Linked DNA regions of Mus musculus: region 2 is linked to region 1. The links are chromatin contacts, called in public Hi-C maps. All regions are on one chromosome and are shown on one strand. Each heading gives the region's core, a stretch centred on a gene start, on an enhancer-like site or on the middle of the called end of the contact. The rest is flanking DNA. Distances are from core to core; before and after follow the strand shown. Region 1 overlaps Pdzrn3 (PDZ domain containing RING finger 3). Region 2 overlaps Gm34335 (a long non-coding RNA gene).

Region 1 (7,680 bases), core at 2,989-5,488:
ATCAAAATATTAAGTATGCATCTTAAACACTTCAGTTGTTAGTACCTTTCTTGTAAGAGCAAACAAAACAAGTCCAAAGACATTCTCAACCTAAGTTAAGAATTTTGAACGGAGCATAAATAATGAGTACCCTCAGTACCCTCTTCCATTGTCTATGAAGCTGGCCATGTGGGCTGAGAAAAGAACCATGGCCCAGGGTAGTGCAAGTGGGTGGAAAAACAGATTGCTTCTGGACATGAGAAACTCTCCTGATGGAGAGGTGGGGAGGCTCATGGAAGGAGGAGGCTTCCAAGCCTCTCCAGTCACATACTGAGCGAGCCACATACTGAGCGAGTCACATACTGCGTGTTCTCCATGTCTGTGCCTGAAGTATCCCCTACCCACTGCCCCAAGAGCCGCTGTCTCCCATAGCATTTCTTCCTTACTCCTGCCAGCTATGTCGTGACAGCACTTTGGCAGGATTCTTGACTGATTCTGATTGGCACAGGCTCCATCTTCCAGCTCCATGCCAACCCCCTGAAACGCAGCAGGCTTTTTGTGGTCCCTTTTAATTCCGTGTTCTTGCACAGTCTCCCCCCTCCCCAACCCCATGCTGGTTACCCAGGATATTAATTCTGTTTTTCATTGCCGTGGTAAAATATCTGATATAACCTAAGGAAGAGAGAGCCCTTTTTTATTCACAAGTTGGCACTGCAGTCCCTCATAAGGCAGCTAGCCAGGAAGCAGACCGAGAGGGATGCTGGTACTTAGCCTGACTTCTCCTTTTCATTCACTCCAGGATCCCAGTCCATAGGCCAGTGCTGGCTGAGTTTAGGGAGGGTCTTCCAACCTCAATGAACACAATCTAGAAAGTCCCTCATGGACATACCCATGGGTTTCTTCTCTTACATGATTCTAAATGCTGTAAAAGTTGTCCCTACTTATCATTACATTCAGACACACAGGCAGACCTTTACCTCCCTTCCCCCACCCTTCCAACAATCTATATTTTGTTAGGTCTTAGTAGATCACCATAGGCCCTGCTGGCCTCACGTGCCGGCTCCCCTCTTTCTTCTTCTAAATAATGGGGTACATCTCAGAAATCACTACCTTTCTACACCACAGCATAATGCCTAACGCAGATGTCAACTTTCCCTCCCCCTCTATCATCTCTGTGCACTCTCATGGAGAATATAGCAATTGGAACCGTCTGGTGCCATCCGAAGATACCTCTTATCGACAGACAAGCAAGGTCTAGCAAGGCTGGGCACCTGTGATTCAGAGTCAGGATGCTCTGTTGCCAATCAGGCGCCAGCACAGGCTGTCTCCTCCTCAGCCAACATTTCATCTAGCCATACAGGACTGAAGAATTACACATATTCGATTACTCTGCAGAGGGTATGGCTCCTAGAACCAGTGGCAGATTTTTAGATTTCCCTCTTTCTCTTCTTTTCAAACTCCTGTCCATGCCCATTGGGGGTGACACACATAATATTTAGTTTTTTTCCATCGAGAATCTCAGGGTTTTAGGAAGCCCACAGGCACATAAGCAAACTGTCTAAATAAGCTTTCAACGAGCCATGACAGATGCAGGAAAAACGACAAGACAAAGAATTATCAGAGAATTTGTCTTTCAAAATACTAAATGCTGATCTAAATCTTATTTTCCCTTGGGGAAATATCATGGCCCAAAATAATTAGGAGAGAATTATTCAGATTTTGGATTGAAGCTCATGGGTGCAGTGATGGACAAGGAACAGGAGACAATATAATTGGTAACCACCCTGTGAAGATGTTCCTGGTGCTTGTCAACTCAAGCTGGAGAAGCCGTGGGGACACCCGACAGGACATGTCTACACCTGCTGTACCATCACAGAGAACAGCCATCACCATGGCTACCACATCCCAGTTTCCAAGGCTGGAAGAGACCTTCGCATTCATCTTGAGAAGCGGGGCAGCTGGATGAGCAAGGCTGATTTCTACGGGCCTTTGAACTTCTGATTCTCCTATACTTCTTTGAGTCTCATTTTAAGCCTGGTCTTTGCAGAGGTAGGGGAGGAGATCACAGATAATTAAAGCTGAAAATATTCTCATTTTGTGATGGGGCTAACAAGTGAAACTCCGGGTAATGATGTAATCCAACTTGTCAAAAAGGAAAATGAAAAGAGAAGACAGAAGGCAGGACAGAGCCTGGGGACCTGTGTGCCATGTCATCTTCTAATTAACTAACTGATCCTTTAAACTGTCAAACTCGGCGAGACACTCTATGGCCTGGCGTCTGATTAATATTCATACTTAGGCACAGGATGCTCTGATTTAGGTCCCAGTGGTTGTAGTTAAACATCAGTCTTTAAAAAAGAGAGAGAAAGAAAGACCTGCCTGGCAATCGTAAGTGTCCAGGTTTTACATTCATAGGAAAATGAAAGGAGACCACCCTGAGGTTCCTGACCCACAGCAAGAACAAATCCCCATGGATCCATATTGATCTGTGAGTTATGATGAGGACTTGTATATTGAAAAAATAATTATTTTGTTTTTTCTTCTGGCAGCCACCTTGTTAAATCACACTTGGTGCATTATTGTTAAATACACGAAGAGCACCCGTAAACTAACATAGCACTTGGTAATATAGCCAAGCTTTTGATTTCAAACAAAAATAATTGAATATATAATTTAACCAAATCAAGCTTGATCATTTAATTGAGCTGTCACTAGTAGTAACCTTGACTTTTGGTTCATATAACTTGAGCTCCAAACAGATACTATAATACTGATGTTTACTGACACGCAAAAGATGTTTGAGCCTGGTGTGTAAGATGTGCCTGTAGCTGCTGAGGAAACATGGTGGACAGTGACAAAACCATGCACCTTAGGAGGGCTTTTCCTTTACTGGCTTTACTCTTTATTTATTAAAGTCCTGACAAAGATGAAAACAAGTCAGCCCAATCTATTGCATTTGCTTTTAGGAACTACTTCTTAAAATTATTTTTGGATTAAACAAATATGATATAAGGTAAATCCATGGTGTAAATCCATTCTATAGTGCCCCAGGACTATCCTGGCAATCCACCAATCCCATCAACTCTACTATCCTGTCTCCTGTAGAGCTTATTCAACAGTCTCAGCTACTGTTATGTTATTGCCAAACTATTTCAACTTACAGTAAAAAAACTGGGGAACACAGGTAATAAACACACAAACTGAGATTGTAAATCATAAACATACCAACTCTAAATGATATGATTTGGGGTATTCTCTGTAATCCACAGACATTGGACCCTAAGAAATATTAATACACTCCAGTCATTTTCATTGATGGGAGATGGCATGTAGACATAATGCAGAGATTCCTAGTTCCGACACAGGGGAGAGGGGGTTCTAGATTGAGCAGACATAAAGGTCAGGCTGGTTCAACTCCAAGAGCAAATTCCTTCAGGCTTGTTTGTATTTCTACTAACCAGTACAGGATGAGGAGGACAACCATCCACCAATACCATCATGGCTGCTCTGGGTCACGCCCACCTGCAAAAGCCCAGCTCTGATGGGTTGCTCAGGAAGGATTGGCGAGTGTCTCAACTTTTTCTGCTCTCTTGGAGGAGGCCATTAATATCAAGGACCAGAAAACTCCTCCCTGGCACTCAGTCATCTCTGGGATTTCAAGGATTTCTTACACTTTTATAAAATCAAAAACAGAAACCAACAAAAAATAAAATAAAATAAAATAAAATAAAGAAGCTGTCACAATCCAAATGTCACACATACCCACCTCTGCTCAGAGTGGAGTCCCCAGAGGACCTACCGTTGTCACTGCTGGTCCAGGCCTGTGAGCTCCCTGTCAGGAGGGAACCACCACCAAGGCAGGGGCATCTCACTTCAGAGGCAGTGTAGGTACCCTGCTTGCCAGGTGATACCCTGTGCTGTGTTCCTCTGAGCTGCAAATACCTCTTGAGGTGGGGAGCAGGCTCCCGGGACACCGAAACTGGCTCAGCTCCACAGGCAATAAAGTAATTAATGGTGTCTTTCAGGGCAAGCGCAGTAAAAAAAAATAATTGCTCTCCAATTTTTTTTACTGGTAATGAATGATTGGTACAGTCAATATTTGTGTTGTTGGGAGTGGATGTGTGGATAAATGTGTGAGTGGGATGGAGAGGGAAGTCTTAGGGATGCAAATACTCAAACCAGACTATCAGTTCCCTGACCGACTCTAAACTGCAGATCACAAACACCAGAGAACATGGGGCACGGAAGACAGCGCACCGCCTAATCCAACTGAGGCCAAAGTCTGACACTTAGGACACAGTGCAAAGATACTGCAAATAGGGTCAACTAAAGAGAATAAATAAGTGGGATTTATAAAAAAAAATGCTTAAGCTAAATTGGCTTCAGAGGCCAGGCTGAATTACCAGCTACCTGGCTCTCGTGCCTCGTCTAGCACCACGCTCACTGTGTCAAAACATAGCTCCCTCCCGGTTCTCAAAGGAGCACACAGCTTGCTGACGCCAGGCGACTCCACCCCTTGTAATCACTTCATGTTCTCTATGAGGTCATCAGCTTTCTCTCTATTGAATCTCACAGACACAGGAGCTTCTCACCACGCAGAGCTCTATAAACAACAGATTGTAAGATAAACACGCTCTAGCTGCTCCTCGGGAAGTTGCTTCGCTGCGCAGTAGACGCCCCGCACTCCTGTGTAATACGGCAAAGGACACTGTGAGAATTGAACCGAGTCAGATCGGTACCAGGACACAGAGAAGCGGTCTGGATTTGGGGGGTGCTTGCCAGAGGATTTGGTGTAGCCATGGACATACTGATCCCAGGCCATAATAATATTTTGACTCTGATGGAAGAGGACACATGGCTTGCTGGCTACAGGAAATAAAAAAAGAAAATTTGATCTTCAACTATCACCCCAAAATTTGGGTGAATCTTGGTTAGCTGTGGAGAAGCGATTCCAGGACTCTTGGTGTATACCAATCTGTGGATGCTAAGTTCCTTACATTAAATATGTAGTAATTGTGCATAATACCCTCTACATTTTCTCCTGTATACTCTGATGACTGATATACTGAGCTGTAATGCTACACAAATAGTTGCTACACATGCTGTTTATGAGACAACAAGAAAAAGTCCATACATATTTAGTACAGATCCATCTGTGTGTGTGTGTGTGTGTGTGTGTGTGTGTGTGTGTGTGTGTGTGTGTGTGTGTGTAGATCAAATCCAGGGCTTTGCAGACTCTAAGAAGCATTCTATCATTGAGATAGACCTTCACCCAGGGAAGCACATATGTGTGCAGACTCGCGTGAGTATAGACGTGTGCACACCCTGGCGTGTGTTTAAAGGCCAGAGGACAATCTCGGGTGTCAGTCCTCACCTTCCACCTTGCCTCCATCCGAGGCTGCGTCTCCATGGTTTGCTGCTCCTCCTTACTCCCTGCTAGCTGACTGGGAAGCCCCTCAGGATTGTCTTCTTTCTTCTTCCCCTCATGGTATAAGAACTGGAGCTACAGATGTGTGTACAGCTGGGCCTGCATAGTTTGGTTCCAGGATTAGAACTGAGGTTCTTATGCCTGTCTGGTAAATGCCTTATCCATTGAGGGATCCCCTTGGCCCTGGATTTGGTTTTTTGTTTGCTTTTGTTGTTTCTTGTGTCTGGCACGATCTGTGATTGGCTCACTGCATGGATAGGTTACAGAGAGGCAGGGTAAGAGACTATCCAACTGCAAACAAAGACATAATAAAGATGCTAGGCTAGTAGTGCTATCTATAGCCACAGTGGGGTGAGTCTAGGGTTTTACACTGGAACAAACTTCACTGCCACCAACATGATGACAAGCTTTTGATGTTTCCTCCAGGGACCTGCATATTAGTTATATTCCAGAGTTCTTTAAAATTAGCATGGCAGTATATACTTTAAGGGTAGAAATGTATTCTATTTAAGTTGGCTTTTCCTATCACTCCACTAACGGATCTGAACATGTAGAGATTATGACGGAAACTCCATGCTCACCAAATAACAGCATATAAGGCCAAGGCACATCTCTGGGAACAGGCTTCTAGAATCATCTAGCTGGTGCTCTTATTCACAAACGGATTTTAATACTTATAATTTGAACACATATACTTCCTTTTCTTTCTCTGTAGGGTACTCCATTTTACTTGGTTCCAAATGTTAAGCAGCCATGGCACGATCTCCAAACAATACTCATGTGCCACTAAGTGGATATGGATGAGTAAATGTCTTTTATAAGATATTCACGAGGGAAGGGCTCTCGCCAAGCTTTCAAATGAAATTCTTTAACTGGCCACAGCTCTGTTGTTTTAAAAGTCATCTGCAGTTGTCCTTAACTTGTTCTTCTGCATAATTTATTGGGCAGCTGTCAAATATGTGTGTTGCCCCCCTGTCTTGTAACTGACATCCGTACAGGGATAAGTGAGATAGGAAATGGGCTATGAACAAACGGACACTGGGCCATTGAATAAATGGAAGACAAAGAGAGCAAGGATGAGAGACAAGGTAGGGAGAAGAAAGCTCTCTCTTTTCACCAGCAGGTGGGCTCAGCAGCGAAACCCACAGCTACAGAAACGGACTTACTCCATAGAATGACCTGCTCTGCACCACGGCTACCATGGTCTTTCTTTCCAAGCCATAATGATTGCGCCCTACCTTAAAGATGTATACCACTGACATATACTTTTATGCAACCCAAAGGTTTTACAATGCCAAGTGTATTGATACTATAATGTAAACCATAGCTCGAAGACCTCCCTTAGAGTCCCTGAAGAGAATGCCTCATTCCTGTAAGTGGGGTCAACTAATGCAGTTCATAAGGCTCCCTATGCAGTCGAGGATTGATCTCCATGTAAAGGCGCGCAGCATCGGGTCTAAGCTAACATGCTCATTCTGTTTGATCTCCTTCCATTTCCTGCATTGTACTCAGCGCCTCTTATCCCTGTCCAACATCAACAGGTCATTCAGAGAGGGGTCAGTGTCAGCCAATATAAATAACCATTATAAAACCTCCAGCATGCTTTAAATCAACAAGCAAAGTGGCCTATGCTGTTTAAAGTATAAATTCCAAATATTTTCATGGCAGAGGGTAGGCAAGGTCTACTAAAAGCACAGTTAAAAAAAAAAAAAGAAAATTAAGAATCAGAGTTAAATAATCCAGTCACAATGAGCCATTCCAGTGCATGGTTCCCTATTTTAGAACCAGTTTGCAAACAAATGTCCATATAGCTTTTCCTTCCCCTCTTGGAGAAGATAGCCAGCTTGGGTTTGAGGACCACAGGCGCCCGTGTTTCACAAGAGTTTCACACACATGGCTGACATTACCACCATGTTTATAAACCCAGGGAGGCTCAGCCAAGACTATAACAGCTAGAGAACTGGAAGAAACTCAGAGTGTGAGGAGGAGGTGACAGACCCCCCTCCTGCCTCTTTCTTTCCCTCACCAAAGCCTATGGATAAAAGGAGACCCTGTAACTACCACTAAGCGTGTCCAGAAAACGGTCCTTGGGAGGCAATCCTAGGGAGGGAGCTGATGGGAACAGGCCAGGACTTACTGACATCTGTCTTGTGAAGAATACATGAAGCCCGTCCTAATTCCACATTCCTCTCCTTATTTTTCCTGTCTTTCTTCTGTTGCTCCTAAACTCGGTCTGTATGCTCTCAGTGCACCATGAGCCTGGTAAAACAGTT
Region 2 (7,680 bases), core at 2,311-4,810, 320 kb after region 1:
CCAGACTTCTTTCTTTTCCCCAGTGTCTTAGTCCATCTTATGTTACTACAACAGAGTACCTGAGACTGATTAATTTATAAGGAACAGAACTTTCCTTCTCACAGTTCTGACACCTGGGGAGTTCAAGGTCAAGGGGTCTGTTTCTGGCAAACACCGTTTTTTAAGGCACAACTCCATGATGGAAAGGCAAAGAGAAGGCAGGAGAAAAAGGAGGAAGAAATCATTTTTTATAAGAAACCCACATGCGGAATTACTCTCAGATCAAATGACATTATTCCCACCGAACACCACACCCTTCACGCTAGGTTTCAAAGATTCTTACAATGAGAATTAAGTTTCCAATATTGACTTTGGGGGAGCACACATTAAAACCATAACACCCAGCTTGACTTAGTGTTGTGGACCCATGAAAACCAGCACAGGGAGGGAGCAATGCATGGAGCCTAGTTGGGTTTGCAGGAATGTTCTAAAGATCACCCCTTGCAGTAGTTCTGTCTGGTTTTAATTTGCCCTCAACTTATATACCAGGTAGTACATACTTACATGGATAGATGCCGGCCTGGGGAACTCTAAGATCAAGGGAAATAAACCAAGAGCAGGATAAAGGAGGGAAGAAAAAACCCCCAGTAAAATAGAAATTGAGTCATTTTGGGAAATTGAGTGAGGGAAAGGCATGGCCTTTCATGCAAGGCAGGCCCAGCATGAATGCCATTGGTCTAGGTTTTACCCCCTTGGTTTAGGGAGCCCCACGGGCCTTGGGGAAAGCCACTTTGATCCCACTGAGAGGAAGTGCTTCATTCCTTGATAAATAACACAAGCATGGCCTGGAATGATCCCCCCGAGGTGATACAGGTTGAGACTTAGTTTGAGGTTGTGATTAATGACTCTAAATTAACAAGAAGTTATAGGCCAGATTTTGTCAGCACTGAAGTTAATATCAATGATAGATTTACTTTGCTTCCAATGTTCCTAGGTAGTTAGAAATTAAATTTAGGGCTGGATAATGTTAACAAGTGGTGTTAGTAAAAGTGGATATCCACATGCAAAAAAAGCCAACACTAGTTGACCCTATTTTATCACACACAAACACACACACACCACAATATGGATTAACACATATAAGTAAGATTTGAAACTATGAAACTCCCACAAGAAAAGTGAGAAGACTTCCCATACAAGCCTTGGCAATGATTTCTTCATATTACTGAAACAGCACAGGCAATGAAAGCAAAAATAGGCAATTGGGATACATCAAACTAAAAAACATCAGCATAGCAAAGGATACAACTAAGAGTGAAAAGGAAGCCAACCCATAGAGTATCTCATACTGTGAGTCAAGGGAGCTAAGAGCATTAATCATTAGTAACTTGGCTGGATTTAGAATCATATAGGAGACACACCTCTAGGTGTGTCTATAAGGCTGTTTCCAGAGAGGTTTACCCCAAACGGAAAGGCCCACCCTCAAGGTAGATGGCACCATGTCCAGGTGCGAGGGCCCAGACTGAACCTAAGAGGAAGAAGGGAACGCCAATTGAAAATTACAGTTTCACTTGCCTTGCTGACATGAGCAAGCAGTTGCCAGTGCTCGCACTGTTACAGAGCACTCCACTGCCATGCCCTCACCACCATTATGGTGTGCATCCTCTCAGACATGAGCCAATATAACCATCCTTTTCTTAGTTCATTTCTCATCACACACTCAGTCACAAACAACTTGAAAAATAAGGAATACTATCCAAAACAGCCCAAGAACTTGTTTGATTTAATTGTGAAAGAAAAAGACAGACCTGGCCTGGTTGGTGGTGACACACACCTTTAATCCCAGCACTGGTAAAGCAGGGGCAGGAGAATCTCTGAATTCAAGGCCAGCCTGGTCTGCAGAGCTAGTTCCAGGACAGCCAGGGCTACACAGGGAAACCCTGTCTCAAAAACCAAACTAAAAAACCAAACCAAAACAATATAACAGAGCCAAACAAAGAATCAGACAGAAACTCAAACTAATTTAAAATACGCAAAGGATTTGAGCAGACCTTTCTCCAACAAGGTTACAGAAAATGCTACCAGTTCTGTGAAGAGACACTCACAACTCTCCAGGGTGATACTGTTTTAAATCTGTTAGGATGGTTTTAAAACAAACAACAGGCAAAACAAAAGATAATAAGGATTGGTAAGGATGTGGAGAAATGTGTGGTAGAGTGTAATATTAATCTCCTACCATGGAAAAGCATATAGAACAATGTTATGGTTATTTAATCTAACAACACTTCTCCTGAGGATTTTCCCAAATAATACAAAATAAGATATCAAAAGTCAAATCATTATTCTTATTGATCATCAATGTATCCTTCACAAAAGCCATGGTAATGAAGAAATCAACTGAATGCCCACCCAAAGGAGAATTGATAAATAAGATGTGTAATATGACATAATAGAATATTATTCTGTTCTTAACGAGAAGAAACATTTCCCACATGGACTAATATCAATGAAGTGTTGGATACTATGCTACATTTAAAAAGTTGGTTAGCACCCATTTGTGTGAGACATCTGGAATAGTCAAACACAAAGAAACAGAGAGCAGAATTGGTGGTTGTGGATGCTGAGGGAGAGGAGTTTTTATTCAATGGGTATAATATTCAGTTACAAATGATGACTGAGTTCTAGAGACCAAGCCAATTATTAATAGTGTATAGTATATTTAAATATTCCATAAAGAGCTGAGCTCAGGTGTCTTCACCAATTTTCTTTTCTTAATGAAGATGGGATAGACAATAGGAACTTGAAAATGATTTCATCTGTGAGACTAGTCATTTTTCCCAGCTCTGCAATATACTAGTCAGTTTGTGTTAGACCTGCAGTAACAAACACCACGGCCCTCATTAACCAGACCTTTCCTTTGTATGTCAAGTCTTTCGCTAGGTACACAAAGGCTACAGCTCATGCAATCTCAAATTGATCCTCATAGACACTGGGAAATATTATGGGATTTCCCAGTTTTACTAATGAGGAAATGGAGCTTAAAATTTGTCAGGCAACATGACCAAGGTGCCAAGCTAAGTCACAGCAGCACGTGGCAGGATGCCCAGCTACACCCTCCTTTTCTTTTAGCCATTATTAAAGAAAATTTGCCCTGTGCCCTAGAGGCCAACTCCCTTCCCCCAAGTTTCTAATCAAGATGACAAAGAAAGATGGAGTCCCAAGCAGGTGAGCATTTGGCCTGACTGGGGCTCTCCTCTATCAAATTGTATGAGGTGTTGTCACATGAATAATAATTGGCCATCTGGGAGGAAAAGGAGGCTCTGAACCCTAGGTTGTTGGAGCCTGCTATGTGCTCCTTTGGTCTCTCTTGGTAACTCTTTACCAGGAAGTAACTTGCATCTTTGGTGCATTTTTTATTTCAGAACGATTACTGCTAAAATGATCTGAGTTAGGAATGTGAGAGGATTCTGGCCCCTTGAGCATTTGTATGGAAATAAAAAGCAAAGCTGATTCTCTCTACTCCAGTTTAAATAAAACCACAAGATGAGCTCAGCCTGCACCCTCCCCCACTATCCCTACCTCCGCTCTTATGAAAGACCAGCAATTCTTGGAACACGGGATTACAACAGCGCTTCTTGCCTGACGTTCTCATCCTTACCAAAAAAAAAATCTTTATAGTCCTCACTATGTGCTGTGTTTGGCCTCTAACTCTTTTTAAAGGTCTTGAGACCCCAAACATATTCCCTCTAAGCCTGTTCTATTGAAACCTTTGGAAGTGTGTACACTTCTCAGAAATGTAATTGGGATAATTGGGATGCTCTGCCCACCAGGGTTTTGTTTTGCAAGAGTCAATTGATGTCATGTAAGTCGTTCACTTTTCTCCCTTTTCTTCCCAAGTCTTTTTAATCTTAGAACCAGGAAGTCCCATTTTGCCAGCAGACGATGAACTGTAACCACAGAAAGTTGGAGGCGGGTTCAAAGCCGGCTTGAATATGCTTTAACTTTGGCAGAAAGCATTTGCTGCCCCCTCATTTGGGAGGAACGCCTCAGTAGGGAGTGGGATAGATAAGGGTGTGACAGGGCCAGCTATGTTATTGGTGACACGGCCAGTGGGCTGTCTCCTGTTAGTCCTGTGTGGTATGTGTCAGGGAAAGCAGTCTTGTTCTGGGAGGTTCTGAGCAAGACCGAAGAAAACTAGGTTTCATTTTCCACTCAGACACTGTTGTGGAAAGAGTGAGTCGCTCTGCTCCTTGTTTCTGTGCCCAGAATAAAGGGGCCACTATTAATTCCTTCATTCTGTTTGAATAAGAAGAGCTAACACATTCAGTGCTCAAAACAGTGACATAGTGATGCTGCCTCACAGTCCCCTGTTCTTTTCCTGACAAACTCTCTTGCCACTCAGTTTTTATCTTTCCATAATACAGAGAAGCTCACAGGCATTGACCGTCTTGTGGCCTTTCGTCTTTCTCAATCATGTCGATGATGCATCTTTCCACAGACTTTACCTTTGCTTCAGGATACTGGGGAACTTCAAAACTTCCTTAATTGAAGATATATATATATATATATATATATATATATATATATACATACATATATATACATACACACACATATATATATATATATATACACACACATATATTCATCTATCTATATGTATATTATTTTCTTCAATGCTGTTGCAAAGAGTTTGTCACTCTTCTTATGTTACCTATGTTTTGTTTTGTTTTCATGTGTGTGGAATGTGCTTATAGGGTATATATATGCATTTTGGCATGTATGTAGGAGCATGTCTGTGGGTGAGCCCTAGGTTTGACACTGAGTATTGTCTTTAATCAGTCCTCCCTTTATTAATCAAGACAGGGTCTCTTAACGAGCCTTTATCTATCAATTCCGGTTAGTTTGGCTAGCCACCTTGTCCCAGGGATCTTCTGTCTTTGGCTTCCAAGTCTGGGATTAAAGACAGTTGCTGTACTGCTCGCCTTTTACATAGGTTCTGGGGATCTGAACTCAGATCCTCACACTTGTATAAGCAAGCACTTTATCCAATGAGACATCTCCCTAGCCTACCCGCTCGCTCCCCTGCATATATCAGTCTAACAGTACATTCTAAACTAATCACTGACTCCCATGAATTGGATGGTCCTTCTGATCAACCTTGTTCAATAGAACTCAGTCATGGTAGAAGTTCCTACATCTGTGTTTCTAATACGGCTACCACTAGAGACATTTGGTTGTGATTGAACACTTGAAGTGTGGCCATTGTACCCAAGGAATGGATTTTTTTAAATTTTACTTTAATGCTAATTGTCAACTCCCAAAGCTTAGAAGGCTTGTGATTCCTATACTGAGGAGCACAGCCTGAGACTGGACCCTCCTTGAGGCATTACCACCTATGATTAGCAGTGCCTAGCATGTATTTGCTGCCCCCTCATTTGAGACTCAGTTAATATTGACTTCATTCACTGCTGGATTTATGTCTGATAATAATGCTACCAGAAAGACAGTAGTAACTTCAGCCATTTCATCTTTATATAAAAAACAGGTAGAAAGCAAAATGAAATCATCTGACAGTGTAACATGGTTATGTGGTGTTGTGTTTAGGGACCAGGATGTGGGATGTTTCAGATAAATCCTCGGTCCTGTTATTTTACTGCAGGACTTCAGTATATGTGAGTGAATTCTTATGTAAGTAGTTGCGCATGCAAGTTACTGGGGGGAGGGGCAGCATTTTATAGTCAGCTAATTGTCTCCATACAATTAGACATGCAAAGGCTTGCTCATATAAAAGCCAACAGAAAGGAAATAGGAGGGCGTGGGGGAGTTGGCACACCGCTTACAGATCATTAGTATTGTGCACATATTTAAAGGCTATATTGGCTAAATGGATCTCTTTTAAAAGAGAAAGAGTGTATCATAAAAGAAAGATTACAATAGCCAACAAATTGGGCAGCTGCTCTGCTATGTGAGATTGTTAACTTTCAGATGCTGATGGCCTCAAAGTTCAGAATCACACGGCGAAGGAGATGCTGCCACCTCCTGGTATTTATCTGCAGTGAACCAGGATTTCTGATGCTGTGGCTCATTGTTCTAATTCGCATGATTTAAAGTTGCATATTAAGAGTAATTCTAAAATTACTCTACTTTGGAGAGGAGAACATTACCACGCTTCAGAATTTCCATCTTTGTACCAATAAATATAGCCATCTGGGTGTTTTCAAATTCTCATTTAGCTAGATTCATTTAGCTGATTCATGACAAGTGTTCCCTAACAAAGGGCTGTCATTCTGTGTCAATGATGGAACTGTGCATCTTTGTGGACACTGATCAGGCTTTGTACAGTTGCTGACTTATTGAATCAAACCCATTTTTGAATCTTTCTTAACACTATACCTGAAGCCACAGGGCCGGGCCAAAGAGCTATTATAATTTTATAGAGCCCGATAATTTCATTTGAATGAAAAATCTTGGTAGACTAATCAGTGCTGTTTATCAGAATTCAGAAGCTGGGTTGACATCTTGAGTAATCAGAAATAGCCAAAGAGATGAGAGATTTTGAGCTTTCATAAGTAGGGCTCTCTATATAGAAGGTTGTAGATTTATATAGTGCTTTAAGATGAGAATCACATGGGGGTTTTGGGTATCTCCACATGATCAAGCTGCTGGATGAAAAGAAAGAGGTATCAATGTGGAGAAGTGAATGAGGAGAAGAAAGAAGCATTTGTTTTTGACGTGTATATAAATAAATTTCAATGAAAAAATGGGTGGTAGGCAACCCATGCCCAAATCATCAATGTCCATCACATGTTTTAATGCTCCTTGCATTAGTCGCCTTTTTCTTTGCTAAAACAAAATAACCTTTGAAAACAACTAAAGGAAGATTGGGTTGATCCTAGCTCATAATTTGAGGATGCAGTGCATCATGACAGGAAGTGAATTTGGGCAGGAGTGCCAGGTAGCTGGTTACACATTTCTGCGGCCACAAACCAGAATGTTGACTGCTGCAGCTTAATTTGCTTTCTCTTTTTTATTCAGTTCAGGACCCCAGCCCATAGGTCTTCAAGCATCTAGAACGCCGTATCTAGAAACTCCTTCACAAACAAACCCAGAGGTTTATCTCCTAGGTGGTTCTAGATCCTCTCAAGCTGTCAATCAATATCAACCATCACACTCCCCTCCCGGTAGGGTTCAGCTGCCTCTCTGGATCATCAATTGACCTCCCATCATCTACTCAGCCATTTGTTAAAAAGATGTCCCTTGTATGTAACCTCCTAGAGTTGCATTAAATTGATCCATGCTCACTAATTCATGGATTCAACTAATCATTTAAGTAACACTGCTGCACATATACTAACCACCTGATATACTATTAAGGACACCAAAGAGCATGTGATATAGCCCTTGGCATTAAAGAACACATTTTTTTCCCCTCTTGTGTGTTCTGAAACACAGGAGCTATGTCAAACACTTTACATCTCATTAGGTATTCATTTGGTCAACAATATTTACAAAATTTACTGCTGTGTGTCAGACATTGTGCTAAGTGTAAAGAAGAAACAATGTTGAGATAGGATTCCTCACCTCGTAGATGCTGCTGTGCCTTGGGAAAGGAAGGTAAAGAAACAATGGATCAAACCATGGTTTTCTGTACTTCCCCAGGGCATTTTGGATAGTCAGGGCTTGATTTTCTATACTGCA

The links. A called contact is a pair of places that touch in the nucleus more often than the background predicts.
Region 2: a Hi-C map of uterus shows a contact between it and region 1, with 2.9 times the contacts expected there. The contact joins two enhancer-like sites. A contact is called at or near these places in 4 of 39 promoter capture datasets (cranial neural crest, hippocampal neurons, liver and 1 more), 13 of 484 Hi-C or Micro-C datasets (cardiomyocytes, cerebellar granule neurons, cerebellum and 6 more) and 2 of 115 datasets of contacts at active chromatin or transcription factors (embryonic basal ganglia and fibro-adipogenic progenitors).

What each region holds. Positions count from the first base shown.
Region 1 is chr6:101,211,038-101,218,717 of GRCm38.p6, forward strand. The region is part of intron 3 of Pdzrn3 (PDZ domain containing RING finger 3); the gene reads right to left. Gm26911 (a long non-coding RNA gene) reads left to right here. Exons shown (of 5, transcript XR_003956481.1): 3 at 1-7,680. Among named protein-coding and RNA genes, the nearest start is that of Gm26911, 42 kb to the left of the region's middle. Within about 2 kb of position 4,239, at least 49 of the 459 cell types and tissues checked have an H3K27ac peak or open chromatin away from gene starts, as enhancers often do. A contact at or near this core is called in fibro-adipogenic progenitors and uterus, where this site is marked.
Region 2 is chr6:101,528,566-101,536,245 of GRCm38.p6, forward strand. All of the region lies in intron 1 of Gm34335 (a long non-coding RNA gene), which reads left to right. Among named protein-coding and RNA genes, the nearest start is that of Gm34335, 13 kb to the left of the region's middle. Within about 2 kb of position 3,561, at least 82 of the 459 cell types and tissues checked have an H3K27ac peak or open chromatin away from gene starts, as enhancers often do. A contact at or near this core is called in fibro-adipogenic progenitors and uterus, where this site is marked.